Linked DNA regions of Pan troglodytes: all the other regions are linked to region 1. A link is a contact called in public HiChIP or PLAC-seq data. All regions are on one chromosome and are shown on one strand. Each heading gives the region's core, a stretch centred on a gene start, on an enhancer-like site or on the middle of the called end of the contact. The rest is flanking DNA. Distances are from core to core; before and after follow the strand shown. Region 1 holds the start of WDR87 (WD repeat domain 87). Region 2 holds the start of YIF1B (Yip1 interacting factor homolog B, membrane trafficking protein). Region 3 holds the start of CATSPERG (cation channel sperm associated auxiliary subunit gamma).

Evidence for each region. HiChIP or PLAC-seq counts read pairs in DNA pulled down with a chosen protein or histone mark.
Region 2: a contact with region 1 is called in an H3K4me3 HiChIP or PLAC-seq map of stem cell-derived excitatory neurons, with 10 times the contacts expected there. The contact joins the promoter of YIF1B here to the promoter of WDR87 in region 1. A contact is called at or near these places in 3 of 7 Hi-C or Micro-C datasets (induced pluripotent stem cells and stem cell-derived neural progenitor cells) and 1 of 1 datasets of contacts at active chromatin or transcription factors (stem cell-derived excitatory neurons).
Region 3: a contact with region 1 is called in an H3K4me3 HiChIP or PLAC-seq map of stem cell-derived excitatory neurons, with 6 times the contacts expected there. The contact joins the promoter of CATSPERG here to the promoter of WDR87 in region 1. A contact is called at or near these places in 2 of 7 Hi-C or Micro-C datasets (induced pluripotent stem cells and stem cell-derived neural progenitor cells) and 1 of 1 datasets of contacts at active chromatin or transcription factors (stem cell-derived excitatory neurons).

The regions. Positions count from the first base shown.
Region 1 is chr20:41,037,067-41,040,568 of NHGRI_mPanTro3-v2.0_pri, forward strand. WDR87 (WD repeat domain 87) reads right to left here and starts at 1,436. Exons shown (of 6, transcript XM_054673401.2): 1 at 1,262-1,436. SIPA1L3 (signal induced proliferation associated 1 like 3) reads left to right here and starts at 1,527. Exons shown (of 22, transcript XM_024351291.3): 1 at 1,527-2,094.
Region 2 is chr20:41,438,242-41,441,487 of NHGRI_mPanTro3-v2.0_pri, forward strand. YIF1B (Yip1 interacting factor homolog B, membrane trafficking protein) reads right to left here and starts at 1,879. Exons shown (of 8, transcript XM_512634.9): 1 at 1,657-1,879. The coding sequence starts at 1,705.
Region 3 is chr20:41,459,736-41,463,407 of NHGRI_mPanTro3-v2.0_pri, forward strand. CATSPERG (cation channel sperm associated auxiliary subunit gamma) reads left to right here and starts at 1,983. Exons shown (of 29, transcript XR_010153870.1): 1 at 1,983-2,098; 2 at 3,452-3,672.

The DNA of each region.
Region 1 (3,502 bases), core at 186-2,685:
AAAAAAAAATGTAGAACTGAAGCAATGAAAACATTTTTCCATTAACCTAACTTGGAATAATATTTTGGATATATTTGGGTTAAATAAAATATTAAAATTAATTTCATAGCTGGGTGAGATGGCTCACGCCTATAATCCCAGCACTTTGCGAGGCTGAGGTAGGAACATGTCTTGAGGCCAGGAGTTCAATACCAGCCTGGGCAACATAGCAAGAAAAAAAAAGTAAGTAAATAATAATGATAAATAAAATGAATTTTACCTGTTTATGTCAAAATTAAAATTGCATATGTGGCTTGCATTACACATAAAAACACACACATATATAATTTTTTTTTTTTTTAAAGAGACAGGGTTCTGCTTTGTCGCCCAAGCTGGAGGGCAGTGATGCTATCATGGTTCACTGCAGTCTCAAACTCCTGGGCTTAAGCGATACTCAGCCTCTTGAATAGCTGGGACTATGGCCACATGCCACCACGCCTAGCTAGTTTTTTAGTTTTAGTAGAGATAGGGTCTTGCTATGTTACCCGGCCAGTCTCCAACTCCTGGCCTTAAGTGATCCTCCTGCCTCGGTGGCTCAAAGTGCAGGGTGTATTTCTCTTAGCTAGTATTGCTCTACATTGTTGTAGTCTGGTGGTGGCCTGATATCCCTACTGGACTGAAAACTCCCTGAAGGTAGGACTCCAGTCTGTCTGGATTTCTCTTGTGTCTCCATAATCACCCAACCTGACATGGAATAGGTGGTTAATCCATTTTTGTTGAATGAGTGGAAAAATGTGGTCTCCCAGGAAGAAACATATGCTTCCCAGCTTCAAGTGCTAGTGAACATCTTCCTAGAAGGCAGGCTGAGGCGGAAAGGGTATTGACTCCGGCTTCTCCACCAGAGGACCTTGCAATTCCAGTCAATTCCCTCGGTAACTCTTATGGAGGAGTGGCAATATACATTAAAAAAGGAGTGTGTGTTGCGGGGTATTCCGCTGCTTGGTTATGTCACCAGGTGGATTAAATTTGGACAAAATTTCCCAAGGTGTAGGTACTCTACAAACACTAGTTACCCTCAGGAATGTGCGATCAACAAAAGAATGCAAGATAACAAGGCCCCTAGGCAGCCCCCGGGTCTTGTGGCTCCCGTCGAAGGCAGAGCTCTGGAGCCGCCTACGCCGGGGAGAGGCGACTACACCTGGGGCCCCTCACCCTCGGGCCTCCTGCACGTGGCAGGGAAGGCAGGGCGTCTCTATCTCAAAGCATCGGCTGCGCCTGTTACCTGCGACAGGATTCCCGACAAGGGACGGGTACGGCGTGTGCACTCAGGAGCTCCTAGAGCTAGGGGCAGCAACTAAGAAGCTACCTGGCGGATGCTGCGAGAGGACTCCGCCCACAGAACGGTTGGCCCCCAACCCCGCAGCCGGCGGACTTCCCGAGGCCAGGGGTCTGAACGCGCGTGCGCATGGGCGCGCGCTCTCGAAAGAAAAAAAAAAATCCTCTCCGCGGGGGCCCGCGGCAATTTAGGCCGGGGTCTGCCGACGACCGCGCGTGCGCGGGCGTGCATCTACGCCCTCTTCCACCGCCCCCTCCGCTGGGGGTCTAGCGCACTGCTCCGCTTCCCCCGTTTCCCCCGGGCTAGCGTCCTAGGGGTGAGTGACTCGAGCCTGGCAGAGAGTGAGGGAGAGGTTCCGCCGAATGAAGGGAGGAGGTAGACGGGGCCAGAAGAAAGGAGAAACCGCCCCGGCGGGGCGAAGAGCGCGGCTCTCGAGCTGTAGTCTGCAGGAGACACACCTCCCTCCCTCACGCCCCTCGGGGCTGCGGAAGTGCTCTAGAGACTGGAGCTGCACGAAGGCGACCAGCGGACTACCGTTCCTAGGAGGCAGCGCGGCGGTGCGCCTACGGCTCCCGGCAGCCCCCGCGCGCTATTCTCTTTTGAGTTCGCGGCCGGCTAGGGCGAAACTACAGTTCCCAGGAGGACTCGCGCGAAGCGGCTTGGAAGTGGGCAGCCTGGAAGTCACTCGGGCCACCGGAGCTGGCGGCGTCTCCAGCGAGCGGCGCGGAGCTGGACGCCGCGATCGTGGGGCCCGCGAGGCGGGCAGCCGGGGCGTCCAGGTACGTGGCTCCGGGTGCAGGATCGGCCTCGCGCAAGGGTGGCGGGGAATCGGTGGCTGCCCGGACCCCGAGGGTCAGCGCGGGCGGACGGCCGGGTGTGGGTACTGGCCGTGGGGGGCGGCGGCGCCGGGACTCGCGCCCTCCGGACCCAGCCGGACTCGTGCCCGCATGGCTCAACTTTCCAGGCGTGCACCCCGGCGCTGTGGTGAAGAGCTTGGAGGCGGGGAGCGGTGGATTCGCGTCCCGGCTGTGCCACTCGGGAGCCGCGATCTGGGGAAACCGCGCCGAACCTCAATTTCCCCTGCAGTAAAACGGAGTAGGAGAGCATCTTGGCGGAGACTCTGTTGAGATAATATAATAAAACATTTGGCACATAGGAGGCACTTACTACGTATTTGGGTTATTGTTAGCTCTCCGAAAAATGAGGTGAAGATGTTATCGATTGCATAGGGTGAGGATTAGTTGAGCGTGTGCATGTAAAGAGGTGAGTCCTTAGTTAGCACCCAATGCAGGCTAGCTGCTGTTAACCGAGATTATTTTGTTAAGAGCGTTGGTTTGGAAGGCAGAGAGACCCCAGGTTCAAATTTGAACATTTACCAGTTGTGTGACTTTGGGCAACTGGCTTCACCTCTCTGTGCCTTGGTTTCCCTATCTATAAAATGGGGATTTAAATAGCAACCACTTCGTCGAGTTGTTTTCAGGATGCAGTGAGAATACCATGTGTAAAGTGCTTAGCTCAGCAGCTGGCATATAACGCTCAGTAAATGGTACCATTTATTCAGCGTTTTCCTAGTGGCCCAGAGACCCTCTGAGGGTGGGGCTCTGGCCGTAGTATTGGTCACCCCCGAGGGCCAGATTCAGAACTGGTCCAGTTGACTTCCCTTCCTACTACCTCCGGTTCCTCATTTACAAAATGGGATAATAACAAGATCACTCTCAAAGGGTTGTAAGGATTTGCTGAGATTGTATTTCTAGTCCAGCGCCATCTCTCACTAAGTAGCAGCTCTTATGTATTATAATTGTTCTTCAATATTCTCCATCTGGCCCAGAGACTGCCTGACTGTGGGCTGTGACATGACAGCCCTGAGCTCCCCCACACATTTGCTCCCATCCTCAGTGTCCCATCTGTGGAATGGTAGTCATAGGACTTTTGTGCCAGGATTGTTTGGATGGTTCCAGGAGATAATTCATGTTTAGTGCTTTGCACAAGGCCCGGCACACAGTAAGTGCTTATTAAATGATAAAATGTATCTTGCTGTTTTTTTTTTTAATAGCCCCTTTTTGCTTCTGTTTGTACCTACATGGCAGAGTGGGCACAAAGTTAGTGTTTTTTTATCTTCCCCCTCCCTCCCAAATTTTACTTACCAAAGATTAAATTATGGAACACACTATAGTAGAAAGGCCTAAG
Region 2 (3,246 bases), core at 629-3,128, 400 kb after region 1:
TGGCGCAATCTTGGCTCACTGCAACCTCCGCATCCTGGGTTCAAGCGATTCTCCTGCCTCAGCCGCCCGAGTAGCTGGAATTACAGGTGTGCGCCACCACACCCGGCTAATTTTTTTTTTTTTTTTTTTTGAGATGGAGTCTCACTCTGTCGCCCAGGCTGGAGTGCAGTGGTGAAATCTCGGCCCACTGCACCCTCCACCTCCCAGGTTCAAGCAATTCTTCTGCTTCAGCCTCCTGAGTAGCTGGGACTACAGGCGCACACCACCACGCCCAGCTAAATTTTCTATTTTTAGTAGAGATGGGGTCTCACCATATTGGCCAGGCTGGTCTCGAACTCCTGACCTCATGATCCTCCCACTTCGGCCTCCCAAAATCCTGGGATTATAGGCAGGTGGATCACCCTCTCTTTTTTTTTTTTTTTTTTTTGAGGCGAAGTCTTGCTCTGTCGCCCAGGCTGGTGCAATCTCGCCTCAGTGCAACCTCTGCCTCCTGGGTTCAAGTGATTCTCAAGCCTCAGACTCCCAAGTAGCCGGGATTACAGGTGCTCGCCACCACGCCCGGCTAATTTTGTGTACTTTTATTAGAGATAGGATTTTGCTGTTACCCAAGCTGGTCTCCAACTCCTGGCCCCAAGTGATTCGCCCACCTCGACCTCCCAAAGTGCTGAGATTATAGGTGTAGGCCAGCACGCCCAGCCTGCCCTCTCACTACAAATCTCCTTCTCCTGGGTAACTTTTCATGATCAGAATTATCCTCTTCCATGCCGGGTGCGGTGGCTCACGCCTGTAATCCCAGCACTTTGGGAGGCCTAGGCGGGCGGATCACCTGAGGTCGGGAGTTCGAGACCAGCTTGACCAACATGGAGAAACCCCGTCTATACCACCCCGGGTGTGGTGGCCTGCGCCTGTAATCCCAGCTACTTGGGAGGCTGAGGCAGGAGAATCGCTTGAACCCGGGAGGCGGAGGTTGCGGTGACCTGAGATCGCGCCATTGCACTCCAGCCTTGGCAACAAGAACAAAACTAGGTCTCAAAAAAAAAAAAAGAAAAGAAAAAGAAGTATCCTCTTCCAGGAAGCTTCACTGACACCCCTAGGCTGGGTCATGTGCCTCCTCAGGGCTCCCACAACATCTCCATCCCAGCATAGGGCCTGACACATGGGAGTTGAGACAAGTTAGGTTGAATGAATAAATGAAACACACAGCACACTCACGGAGATGAAGAGACAGGAAAAGGGGGCCAACAGCACAATACAGGTTCGCTTCTTAAATGAGCGGTAGGCATGGCCCTCTGCGCTCACGGGGGGCCACGAAGCTGTCCTAAGGGTGTGGGCGACAGCAGGCGGGTACTGGGGAGCCACGGAAGGGTGGGGAGCAGGGAAGGGCGGATCGCTAACTGCAAATGAATGAAAGTTGCATTTCTCTGCATATCGCACGCTATCCAGTCCCAAGTTGTTTTCTTCTAAAGGAATTTCCTAAAGAATCGCCCCCCAAGGGGCCTCCTACCCGAACCTGGCATCCCAGCGCTGTGCACACCTCGGGGTTCCAGATCCTTGATCTCGTGACCTCTGACCTGCAGTGACCTCGCCAACCGACGCGGCCGCCCCGCCACGCCCCCGCCCGCCCGATCTCCTCCGCCGGCCACGTACGCCACTTACGCAGCCGGGGCGTCCCCGCAGCCGCCGCCGCCAAGCCTGCCGGGTGCATCCTTCGCCGCCGCCACCTAAGCCGCGGTTCGGAGCGTGCCCGCCCGGCTCCCGTACCCACGCCCCGCCGGCGAAGAGACAGCCAATGGACGTCAGGATTGAGGGAAGGCCTCGCCCCCACCCTCCCAGCCCCCCCCACTCCACGGAGGCCTGGACGACTGGGCGGTGCCTTACGTAAGAGGCGGAGACTGGGCTACTGGGCTCATGCTGTAAAGCGAGTCAAGGCCTGAGTGGCAGGAGGGCGAGGCCGGGACCAATCCCAGGAGGAGGCGGTGTCTGCCACGACAGAAAATGAGTGTCTGCCCCTTGCCGGGGCTCACGCCCCTAACTCCAGCACTTTGGGAGGCCGAGGCGGGAGGATTGCTTCAGCCCAGGGGTTCGAGACTAGCCTGAGCAACATAGTGACCCTCGCCCCGCCCCATCTCTACAATTTTTTTTTTTTTTTAATTTAGCCAGGCTCAGTGGCTTAACGCCTGTAATCTCAGCACTTTGGAAGGCTGAGGATCGCTTGAGCCCAGGAGTTCGAGACCAGCCTGGGCAACAGCGAGATCTCCATCGCTACAAAACATTTTTTAAAATGTAAATATCGAGCGAAAAGGTCGATGGGAAATGCAGGTCTCTACAGACAGCCGTTCAGTTTGGGTCATTGAGAGCACTGGAGAGCCAGAAAAGGCTGTGGAGCAAGGAAAAGAGAAACATTTGTGTTCCTGAGGGGCTAATTGGAGTTGTAGGGGCTTATACAATTTTTGACATCCCTTAGGTATTAAAGTAAATATTTATTTATTTTGAGACAGGGTCTTCCTCTGTTTTCCAGGCTGCCTCGGACCCCCTGAGCTCAAGTGATCCTCCTGCCTCAGCCTCCCCAGTAACTGGGACCACAGGCATGCGCCACCATGCCCAGCTAATTTTTAATTTTTTTGTCAAAACAGGATCTTGCTATGTTGCCCAGGCTGGTCTCGAATTCCTGGGCTCAAGCCATCCTCCTGCTTCAGCCTCCTAAAGCATTAGGATTACAGACATGAGCCACAGTGCCCGGCCTTAAAGTGAATAGTTAGAGTGAGAAAAGGAAACCCAACAAGTTAGGTGAGAAGAACCAGGTGTCTCTCTTGGAATAGATCTTAAGGCAGTTTCCCAGAAATTCATAAAAATGTTCTCACATTGCAACCTGGTTCCCTCTGTCCACCAAAAGCATTCTACAACGCCCAGCAACTCACAGCACACAGGCGCACCTGCAAGTGAAGAGCCCTGCCCACCTAGCGTCCTTAGTCTCTCCTCTCTCTGACTCTCAGTCTCCCCCCTTCTCTCCCTCTCAGACTCCCTGACTTATCTCAGGAAAACATAGTGGTGGAAGTTACTTCTGCGCAGCGATAGCGCATCCGGAAGGATGTCAGCAAGTGACCCTATCGCTGTGGCTTCCCCTTCCTCCTCTGAGACGTTGTCTTTTTGGAGACCTTAAGGGCTGCTCCTGGTTTCTCAGTGATGAGTCCTGGCTCCACTGTGGTTCCTTTTTGTGAGCGAAATGCCCGCATTCTTCTTCACCTC
Region 3 (3,672 bases), core at 733-3,232, 420 kb after region 1:
GAGGCCAAGAGGTAGGATGAGGGCTGGTCATGTATCACAGAGAAGACCTAAAGGAAGGAAAGTGGTGGGCCCTGTTAAAAAGCATGGAATGGTATTCCAGAGGGCATTACTGAGTCTGCACAGGTCTGGAGCATGCATGGCTCACACCTGATCAAGGATATTCAAGTCGCTCCATGTGACCAGACTGTGGACCACAGAGGTCTAAGGGGGAGAGGGCAGATGAGCCAGATAGAATGACAGGGAGGAGAGTATGAGAGGCTCTGGAAACCGAGGGGTTTGGAAGTTTTCCTGAGGGCCTAGAGGGTCATGGAAGGTTCTAGAGCACTGGTTCTCAAGGTGTGGTCTCCAGACCACTAGTATCAGCATCACCTAGGAACTTGCCAGAAATACAAATTATCAGGCCCCACTCCAGATCTACTGAATGAAAAATTCTGGAAGTAGCCAGGTAGTTACTCAGGAGGCTGAGGTGGGAGGCTCACATGAGGCCTGAAATTCAAGGCTAACCTGAGATAGGGTGTTGCTCTTTTGCCCAGGCTGAAATGCAGTGGTGTGATCACAGCTCACTGCATTTCTGTGTATTTCAGAGCTCACTGCAGCCTCAAACTCCTGGGATCAAGTGGTCTTCCTGCCTCAACCTCCCAGGTAGCTGGGGTCACAGGGATGGGCCACCACACTGGGTTAATTAAAAAAAAATTTTAGCAACAGGGTCTTACCATATTGCCCAGGCTGGTCTCAAGCGATCCTCCTACCTCAGCCTCCCAAAGTACTGGGATTACAGGTGTGCACCACCACATCTGGCTTAATTTTTTTTTTTTTTTTTTTTTTTTTGAGACAGGGTCTCATTCTGTCGCCCAGGCTGGAGTGCAGTGGAGGGATCTCGGCTCACTGCAACCTCTGCCTCCTGGGTTCAAGCAACTCCTGCCTCAGCCTCCCGAGTAGCTGGGATTACAGGTGCCCGCCGCCATGCCCGGCTAATTGTTGTATTTTTTGGTAGAGACAAGGTTTTATCATGTTGGCCAGGCTGGTATCCAACTTCAGACCTCAAGTGATCCGCCTGCCTCAGCTTTCCAAAGTGCTGGGATTATAGGCATGAGCCACTATGCCCAGCCAGAGACTCCATCTTTAAAACAAAAACAAAAACTCAGGGTATGGTGCCCACCAACCTGGCTTACCCAGCCTTTTAGGTGAGTCTAATGCATGCTCAAATTTGAAAACCACTGGGTTAAACGTCTGGTCTGGAGTTCATCAAAACGTCATGGCCTGAATCCTTACCTGTAAGGCATCAGAATGCAAATGAAAATTAACTTAATGAATATTTTACTTGAGCCGGGCACACTTCCCACAACAGTATGGGATGGCTGTCCTTGTCCTGTTTTGTAGAGGACGGTGCGAAGCAGCCTATTCATTCTCACAAGGTCTCCAGGAAACCACACTTTTTTAAGGAGTAGAATTTTGGGGTAGGGCCGGGCGCAGTGGCTCACGCCTGTAATCCCAGCACTTTGGGAGGCCGAGGCGGGTGGTTCGCCTGAGGTCAGGAGTCGAGACCAGCCTGGCCAACATGATGAAACCCCGTTTCTACTAAAAATACAAAAAATAAATTAGCCAGGCGTGGTGGCGGGAGCCTATAATCCCAGCTACTCGGGAGGCTGAGGCAGGAGAATCGCTTGAATCCGGGGCAGGGGCGCGGAGGTTTCAGTGAGCCGAAATCGCGCCACTTCACACTTCACTCCAGCCTGGGAGAAAGAGCGAAACTCCATCTCAAAAAAAAAATATATATATATATTTGGGTAGGAAGCACAAGTAGGGACCGTGCTTGCTGCCAGAACAACCAATAGAAACTCCTTGAAGGCCTTCCTGGCACAAACGTAGTCTCCAGCACCCTCTGCCGACCAGGCCCCGTGCCCTCAGTGCTGAGACAGCCTCCAGCCCTCGGTGCCTTAGGGGTTGCGCGTCACCTTGGAGACAGCGTGAGAGGAGGGCGTGCCTCTGCAAAGGCGGAAGTCGGCTGTGGAAGTGTGGGCGGCCATTTTGAGACCGGGCAAGAGGGGCGGGACTGGTGCGGCCGAGTGACAGTTGACCGGTTTTAACCAAGTGACTGGTACCACGGGGCCGGGGAAAAAGCTGTGCCATCCAGGGGCGGGGGGATGCCGGGGACGGGGAGGAACTAGGAAGGGGAGGGGAAGGGGAAGGCGAGAAGGGGAGAGGCAGGGGAAAGAGGGGAAGAGTCGTGGGAGCTGGCAGAGGAGGGAAAGAGGGAGCCGAACGTGAAGGGCGAAGGGCGGGGCGGGGCAGGAGAGTCAGGGTATAGAGCAGGCAGGTGTTAATGGCATGGGAAGGAAGAGTACGAAGTGGGGCAAGAAGGTGTCGCGGTACGAGGGGAAGGTGAGACTCAAGAAGGTGCCGGCTAAGAAGCTGGTGCCGGCGTGGAAGGAGAAGGTGTGGGGCGAGGAAACAACGAAGGGCGAGGAAAGATCCCGAGGCGAAGAGACAGTCTTCCTCGAGAAGGGGCAGGGCGAGGAGGAGGGGCGTTACCAGAGGGCGGGACGGGGCGAGGGGCCCGCGCGGGAAGAACCAATCGCCGAGAACCCGGGGAAGGAACGGGTCCATAAAGACCAGGTGGAGGAGTATGGGCGCGGTCAGGAGCGGAAGCAGAGTGAGGAGCAAGCCCCGGGCGAGAAACGGGGGCCCGGCCGGGAGCAAGAGCAGGGGCGGGGCCGGGAGCAAGAGCAGGGGCGGGGCCCGGAGACGGGCGAGACCAGGTACAGTACCCAGCCCCTGGGCAGACCCCGAGCGAGGAGAAAGCGGCGATACCAAGAGAAGTGCGAGGGTGGGGCAAGAGGTTGGGGCACAGCCGGGTGGAAGTACACGGGTGCGATCGCAGGCAGAAGCAGTACGGGGGAACATAAGAGGGGGACTGTCAAAGCGAGAAATAGAAACCAAGACCAGGTGAAGAGCAAGAGTGGAATACAGGGAGGGGGCGGAATAAGGAGCAAGGTGGGGATAAAGTTAAAGGAAGAGACGTGGAGGCGGGGCGGAACGAGGCGGAGGAGCAGGGGTGTGGCCAGAAACATTAGTAGGGCTGGGGCCCGGAGCAATAGCAGAGGTGCGATCCCCACGAGGGTCGGGGGCAGGGCCAGGAGCAAGAGCAGGAGCGGGACCAGGAGCAAGTGCAGAGGCGGAGCCAGGAACAAGAGCAGAGGCGGGGCTAAAAGTCCGTGCGGGGGTAGGGCCAGGAGCAAGAGCAGGGGCGGGACCAAGAGCAAGTGCAGGGGCGGGGCCAGGAGCAAGAGCCGGGGCGGGGCCAAGAGCAAATGTAGGGGCGTGGCCAGGAGCAAGAGCCGGGGCGTGGCCAGGAGCAAGTGCTGTGAGAGGTGCAGAAGCGAGGTGGAATCTTAGAAGTGGGCTCCAGAGAGCTGTCCGGCGCGTGGGTGTTGACTCCTGCGTTCTCCAGGTTCTAGCCACGTTATGTGCGGCCCAGCCATGTTCCCTGCCGGTCCTCCGTGGCCCAGAGTCCGAGTCGTGCAGGTGCTGTGGGCCCTGCTGGCAGTGCTCCTGGCGTCGTGGAGGCTGTGGGCGATCAAGGATTTCCAGGAATGCACCTGGCAGGTTGTCCTGAACGAGTTTAAGAGGGTAGGCGAGAGTGGTGTGAGCGACAGCTTCTTTGAGCAAGAG